Regions from separate parts of the Mus musculus genome. Here region 1 is linked to region 2. Evidence: chromatin contacts called from public HiChIP or PLAC-seq data. All regions are on one chromosome and are shown on one strand. Each heading gives the region's core, a stretch centred on a gene start, on an enhancer-like site or on the middle of the called end of the contact. The rest is flanking DNA. Distances are from core to core; before and after follow the strand shown.

The links. HiChIP or PLAC-seq counts read pairs in DNA pulled down with a chosen protein or histone mark.
Region 1: a contact with region 2 is called in an H3K4me3 HiChIP or PLAC-seq map of stem cell-derived neural progenitor cells, with 2.9 times the contacts expected there. The contact joins the promoter of Ppp1r15b here to the enhancer-like site in region 2. A contact is called at or near these places in 3 of 39 promoter capture datasets (hippocampal neurons, pre-B cells and stem cell-derived epiblast-like cells), 1 of 15 datasets of contacts at CTCF or cohesin (embryonic stem cells), 1 of 484 Hi-C or Micro-C datasets (embryonic stem cells) and 10 of 115 datasets of contacts at active chromatin or transcription factors (astrocytes, embryonic forebrain, embryonic hindbrain and 4 more).

The regions. Positions count from the first base shown.
Region 1 is chr1:133,129,788-133,132,487 of GRCm38.p6, forward strand. Ppp1r15b (protein phosphatase 1, regulatory subunit 15B) reads left to right here and starts at 1,379. Exons shown (of 2, transcript NM_133819.3): 1 at 1,379-2,700. The coding sequence starts at 1,960.
Region 2 is chr1:132,757,811-132,760,652 of GRCm38.p6, forward strand. No RefSeq gene overlaps it. Among named protein-coding and RNA genes, the nearest start is that of Nfasc, 17 kb to the left of the region's middle. Within about 2 kb of position 1,356, at least 119 of the 459 cell types and tissues checked have an H3K27ac peak or open chromatin away from gene starts, as enhancers often do. A contact at or near this core is called in astrocytes, hippocampal neurons and stem cell-derived neural progenitor cells, where this site is marked.

The sequences.
Region 1 (2,700 bases), core at 129-2,628, 370 kb after region 2:
CAGCCCCTCACCCAGCGGTTAGATGATCCTCTCGGCTTCACCCCAAAAGGAACTGAAGCCCGAAGTAACTTATTTGCATACTCGGACCTCCTGCTACTATGAAAAAAACGACTCATTGCTAATTACGTTTTCCTAAAGCTTTTAGGATTAAGAAACCAGTTACTGCCAGACACAAGTAATAAGATGTTGTGGGGGCGTAAACAGTAAAAACTCTTGGTTTCAGGGAAGAAAGAGCTTGTTCCTTGCTCAACAAGTCATGAGGATCAGCTGACCCTCCCCCAGGGCAGCAAGATTCTCCTCCTTAGTGTAACCACTACGCTCTGTGATAGCCACTTGGTCTTTGCATTGTGGATTAAAATGAGAATAAGAAAGTGAACTAAAGACCAGGCATGGTGGTGCATGCCTTTAATCTCTTTGCTGGAGAGGAAGAGACAGAACTAATAAGTTCAAGGCCAGCCTGGTCTACATCGCCAGTTCCAAACAGTCAGGGCTCTGTAGAGAGACCCGGCCTCAAATAAACAAATAAATAGATAAGTAAGAAAAGAAAAAAATAAAAATAAAAAAGGAAGAAAGAAACCAAACTAGTAAGAGATAAATCAGCCAGTACTTGGTTGGAAGGCCGAGGCAGAAAGATTGTGGTTAGTTTGAGGCCAGCCTGAGCTTCATAGTAAAATCTGTTTCAAACAAACAAAATCCTCCCCTTATTACAGTAATTAAAATTAATCAGCCAATATTTTTCAGAGGACAAAAGTCACCAATGTGTTATCCTTCGCCGGATGCTCTACTCTGTGGCTCTTGTTACTGAGGAAATAAGTGAATTGAACGCGCTGTTTCTGAGTTAGTTAACAGTTATCTTCCCACCTGTGACTTCAGCTTGCTAGTAACACCGCGTTTTTCTTTCTGAGGGGTATTTTGTCAAATGGACCCTGAAAGATGTCCAAATTAGATCACAGGCAATGCTAGAGACTTAGAAATCCTAAAGCAGAGGGGACAGGAATGTGTGAGTGATTCAGTTTCACTATGATTCACTAGGGATGATGTGTGTCTTAGCACCAGGCGAGTTGGTTATACAGCACTGCCTACATCGTTTCACTCCAGTCTTCCTACGCCCTTAATAGGAGAAGACCGATACACGTGTCAGATAAGCGGATAATTTGCCTAGCAATCGGATCCATAAAAAAGGGCTCGGGAGAATTCTCGGGTTCTCTTGAAACCCACTCACCTCCCCAGCCATTCCCTTTGACCTAGAGGGTGGGGCGCGGAGTCTCCTAGGAGACCAGAATGAACTGACTGCGCAAGCGTACATCCTAGGTCCGGCTGATGCAACTCGCCGCGTGCGAGCCCCGCTCTACCCCGAGTAAGGAAGCCGACAGGGACCACAGACGCGGCCAATCAGAGGCCACGCACGAGGGTGAGGCAAGTCCGCCTCTCGGGAGGCAAGGGTGGGGGTTCGGCGAATGACGTGAGGCGCCGCTGGGCGGTAGGGAGTAGACGCCCTCGGTCCTCCGTCTCGCCCTGCAGCTTCCGGGTGTGCGGCTGCGGCCATTTTGAGCTTCGCTTCTTTGCGCCCTCGCCTGCCACCCAGCCACCCTTTCCGCCTTGGCGTTTCGCGCCTCCGTGCGGGCCACCGGAAACGCCGCCGTCGTCTCCGTCGCCGCCGCGCGAGGGAGGGTCTTCTCTATGGTGGAGCGATCTCACACGGCCTAGGACGTCTCCTTCCCTAGCCGGGATGGACCTAACCGCGGTCGCCACCGCTTGCGCGGGCCTCTGGGCCGTCCGGTGCAGCACTCGTTGCGGAAGCCGCCGCTCTCTGGGCCTCCTCTGCCGGCGCGGGAATCGGACTGCAGTACCCACTCCGTGGCTGGGCAAGGCGGAGACTGTGTAGACCTCGGATCCAGCCTGCGCTGACGCCGCTGAGCTCTGTCCTCCTCCTGTCTGAGAAGCCGCCAAGGAAAGGAGATGGAGACAGGAACGCACAGGGCCCGGAAGCGGCCTGGCCCTCGGCTGGGCTCCTGGTTCCGGCTGCCCTTCCTTCGGCGATCGCACGCCTGCTCTTCGGAGTTCCCGCCGCCTTCCTCTCGACAAAATCCCGGGAACTCCGCTCTGCCCGAGCGTCGGACCAGGTACTGGACCAAATTGCTTTCTCAGCTCCTTGCCCTGCTCCCTAGCCTATTCCAGAAGCTGCTGCTTTGGAGCCAGCTTTTCGGGGGCCTGATTCCTACCAGATGGCTAGATTTTGCCGCAAGTTACAGCGCCCTGAGAGCTTTGAGAGGACGGGAGGAATCTGCCGCTCCCACGGTGCAGAAGTCTCTGAGTTCACTGCGGCTGGACTCTTCGGAAGACTTGGTTGTCAGTTCTCTTGATTGGCTAGAGGAGGGACTCCAGTGGCAGTGCTCGTCCTCAGACCTGGAGTTAAAACTCAAGGCCCAGGAAAGAGCTTTAGACTCTGCAGCGCCCACTTTCCTCCTGGAGCAGCAGCTGTGGGGAGTGGAGTTGCTGCCCAGTAGCCTTCAAGCTGGTCTAGTCTCCCACCGAGAACTTGACTCTTCATCCTCTGGGCCTCTGAGCGTTCAGAGCTTAGGTAATTTCAAGGTAGTTTCCTATCTCCTGAACCCTTCCTACCTGGACTACCTTCCCCAGTTAGGGCTGCGCTGTCAGAGCAGCGCTGGAGGTGGCCAGTTTGTGGGTTTCCGAACACTA
Region 2 (2,842 bases), core at 106-2,605:
ATCACATGGTGGCTCTGATCTTTACATGCATGCTCTGACATGTGTATACCTGCACGTGCATCTGTAATGGGATCTGATGCCCTCTTCTGGTATATAGGCATGCACACACTATATACTTAATGCACATAATAAATAAGTCTTTAAAAAAATACAGACAGACAGACATCCCAGAGGCTACTTTTAGGCCTGTGACTTGGAGTAAGAATGCTAATACCACCTGTTGACCTGCCTTTGTCCTCCCCATTAGTAAACCTGCCTGGTGCTACAAAAAGAAGCTCCTCTCCAGAAGATGGTGGACCTTGGCCTCTGGGGCTCTGGGGCTATGGGGCACCTGCACACACATCCATGTGGCCTAAATGTCCAGACCAAGGCCAGTGGGGCCTCTGGGCTTCCATGCTAAGTAAGAGCCCAGAAAAGGCCAGCGACTAGAGGAAAAGAGTGCAGGGTTAGACAGCAGCAACCTGGACCTTGATGGATCTGCCTTTGGTTCGCTGGGGGAGCTCATTTCTTCTTTCTTTGGTCCTCAGTGAACTGATTTGTTAGTCTAGGCTAGATTTTGCAAACAACAGGTAAATGACCAATCAGTGAATAAGTTGTTCTCTTTGCTGAAGTTGTGTCTGGCTTTTCTTTATTTTTCCTCTAATGGGAAAAAAAGAATAATAACAGAACTGTCCAAATGCATTATACACAGCAAGGGTAGACATGGTTTCTCGAACCTTCTCTACACAGGATATCCTGGACTGCTGTGTCTATTGTAAATGTATTTCTCACAGGTGGTCTTAGGCGATGAGGCTTGAAAGCTGCTGGCTGAGAGGAACCCCGGGGTTGCCCAGGCTGGAGCTCTCAGCTGTGATCCACATTGATGTGGATGTCTGGAGAGACTTTCTACTTCAGACAAAATCAGCACAGCATACTCAGGGGTGCCCGGGCGGGGCTGAAGAGCCGGTGAACGCGACAATGTCCCTACAGAGACACTAGATGGCGCTACAGCTCCAGGTAAGGTTGACTGCATCTCCCCGCGGGAGGGTCTGAGCTCAAAGGACCCGTTGCTCTGGTGGGTACGGAGAGAGTAGCTGGCTGACGATAGAGAGCGGACCTCCTCTGCCTGTGCCCAGGGCACAGTACTGGGGCTTAGAAATAGACTGACTTAATAGGAAAACCCTCACTGAGCCCTTCAAAGTCAGAATGAGATGCCGCGTGATTACTACCTCTACTCGCCCCAAATGATGGGGTGCATAATAGAGCTGAAGAATCACGCAAAAAGGCTGCATAAGGGGACTACTCTACCTACGCTGGGGTGTACAAATCTGTCCCAGAAAGTAAGGCTCCCTGGTACTTGTAGACACTGGTGTCGACGATAGGGGGTGACAGAGCGCTGATGCTAGCATCAATGGGAGCGTCTCAAAGGCATAGGCAGTAAGGAGCCTCCAAGGCTTGTCTGTCCTTGAAGATAAATTCCAACTATCAAAGCGGAGGCCCAAAAGGACTAGCTGGAGCTGGCTCAAACATGCTCATGAGAGCAGATAGCTATATTTCGAAGACGTGTTGCTAAATATAGCCTTCGTTAAAAATTTACAACTAAATACATTAAAAATACGGCAAGCACTAAAACTCCTAATTTTCTAATGATTACGCTACAATCTAGTGTCACTGGGGATTTTTACATTTACTGTCTCTGTTGCTTGGGACTGCTCTAACTGTTACCACATGCAGTGATGGTACTCTGCCAGCTAGACACTGGCGGTGGAGGGAGACTAGACACCACCGAAACAATTGAGTGCTAGACATCAGGGCTGTGGTGTCAGCCGGCTGCTGCTGCTGCTGCTGCTGTGGAGAGCAGAGAGCTGAGCCAGCTAAGCATTTGCCAGCACACCACTAGGGCCTTCTTCCTCTACTCAATTCTTCCTTCTCGGAATCCACCCAACCAGCCACCCCCATCCTGTTAGACTAGGAGAGTCTTCTTTAGAAGCATGGGGGTTGGAGGCATGGCTGAGAACACTTCATGGCCTTCCGTGGCCAGGCAGGCATAGGGAGAGCTTAGGTCAGAGACTGGGTTCGAAGCTGGAACAAGCTCTTCTTTGCCCTCCCAGGACTTGGGCATCTGTGGCACAGGTGGAAAAAGGGAAGCCATGGAGACGGTCTAAGCAAAATGCTAAAGCCTTGGCACAGGAGCGAGGCCTGTGCCCAGGTGGCAGAACCAGGGCTTAGAAATAGACTTGACTTAATGGAAAATTCCTCACTGTTCAAGCCCTTCAAAGACAGGGTCAGACTGCTTGTGAATGCTCCTTCCTCCCCAAGTGACTGGACACATACTAGAGAGGTGAATCACACACACAGGACTGTGAAGACTTTGGGAACCTGTTACAGATCCTAGACCCCAAGTTCCCTTGGATATACTAAACTGGAATCCAATTTTTTCTTTAAAGATTTATTTATTTATGTATATGAGTACGCTGTAGCTGCCTTCAGACACAACACCACTACCACCTACCCCAGAAGAGGGCATAGGATCCCATTACAGATGATTGTGAGCCACCATGTGGTTGCTGGGAATTGAACTCAGGACCTCTGGAAGAGCAGTCAGTGTCCTTAACTGCTGAGCCATCCCTCTAGCCCTGGAATCTGAATTTTTAAGCTGATCCCTCAGTGACATGTAAACAATACTAACTGCATAAGCATTAGACTGCATTGGATGCCATCGAGATGGGTATGTCTCACATTATTATTTATAATGCCATACTGTATAGAAATGATCTATATTCAGGGAGCTGGTTATTATTCCCACCGTAAAAAGAATGAGGTGACTTTCAGAAACAGGTGAACATGAAATATGAGCTACAGT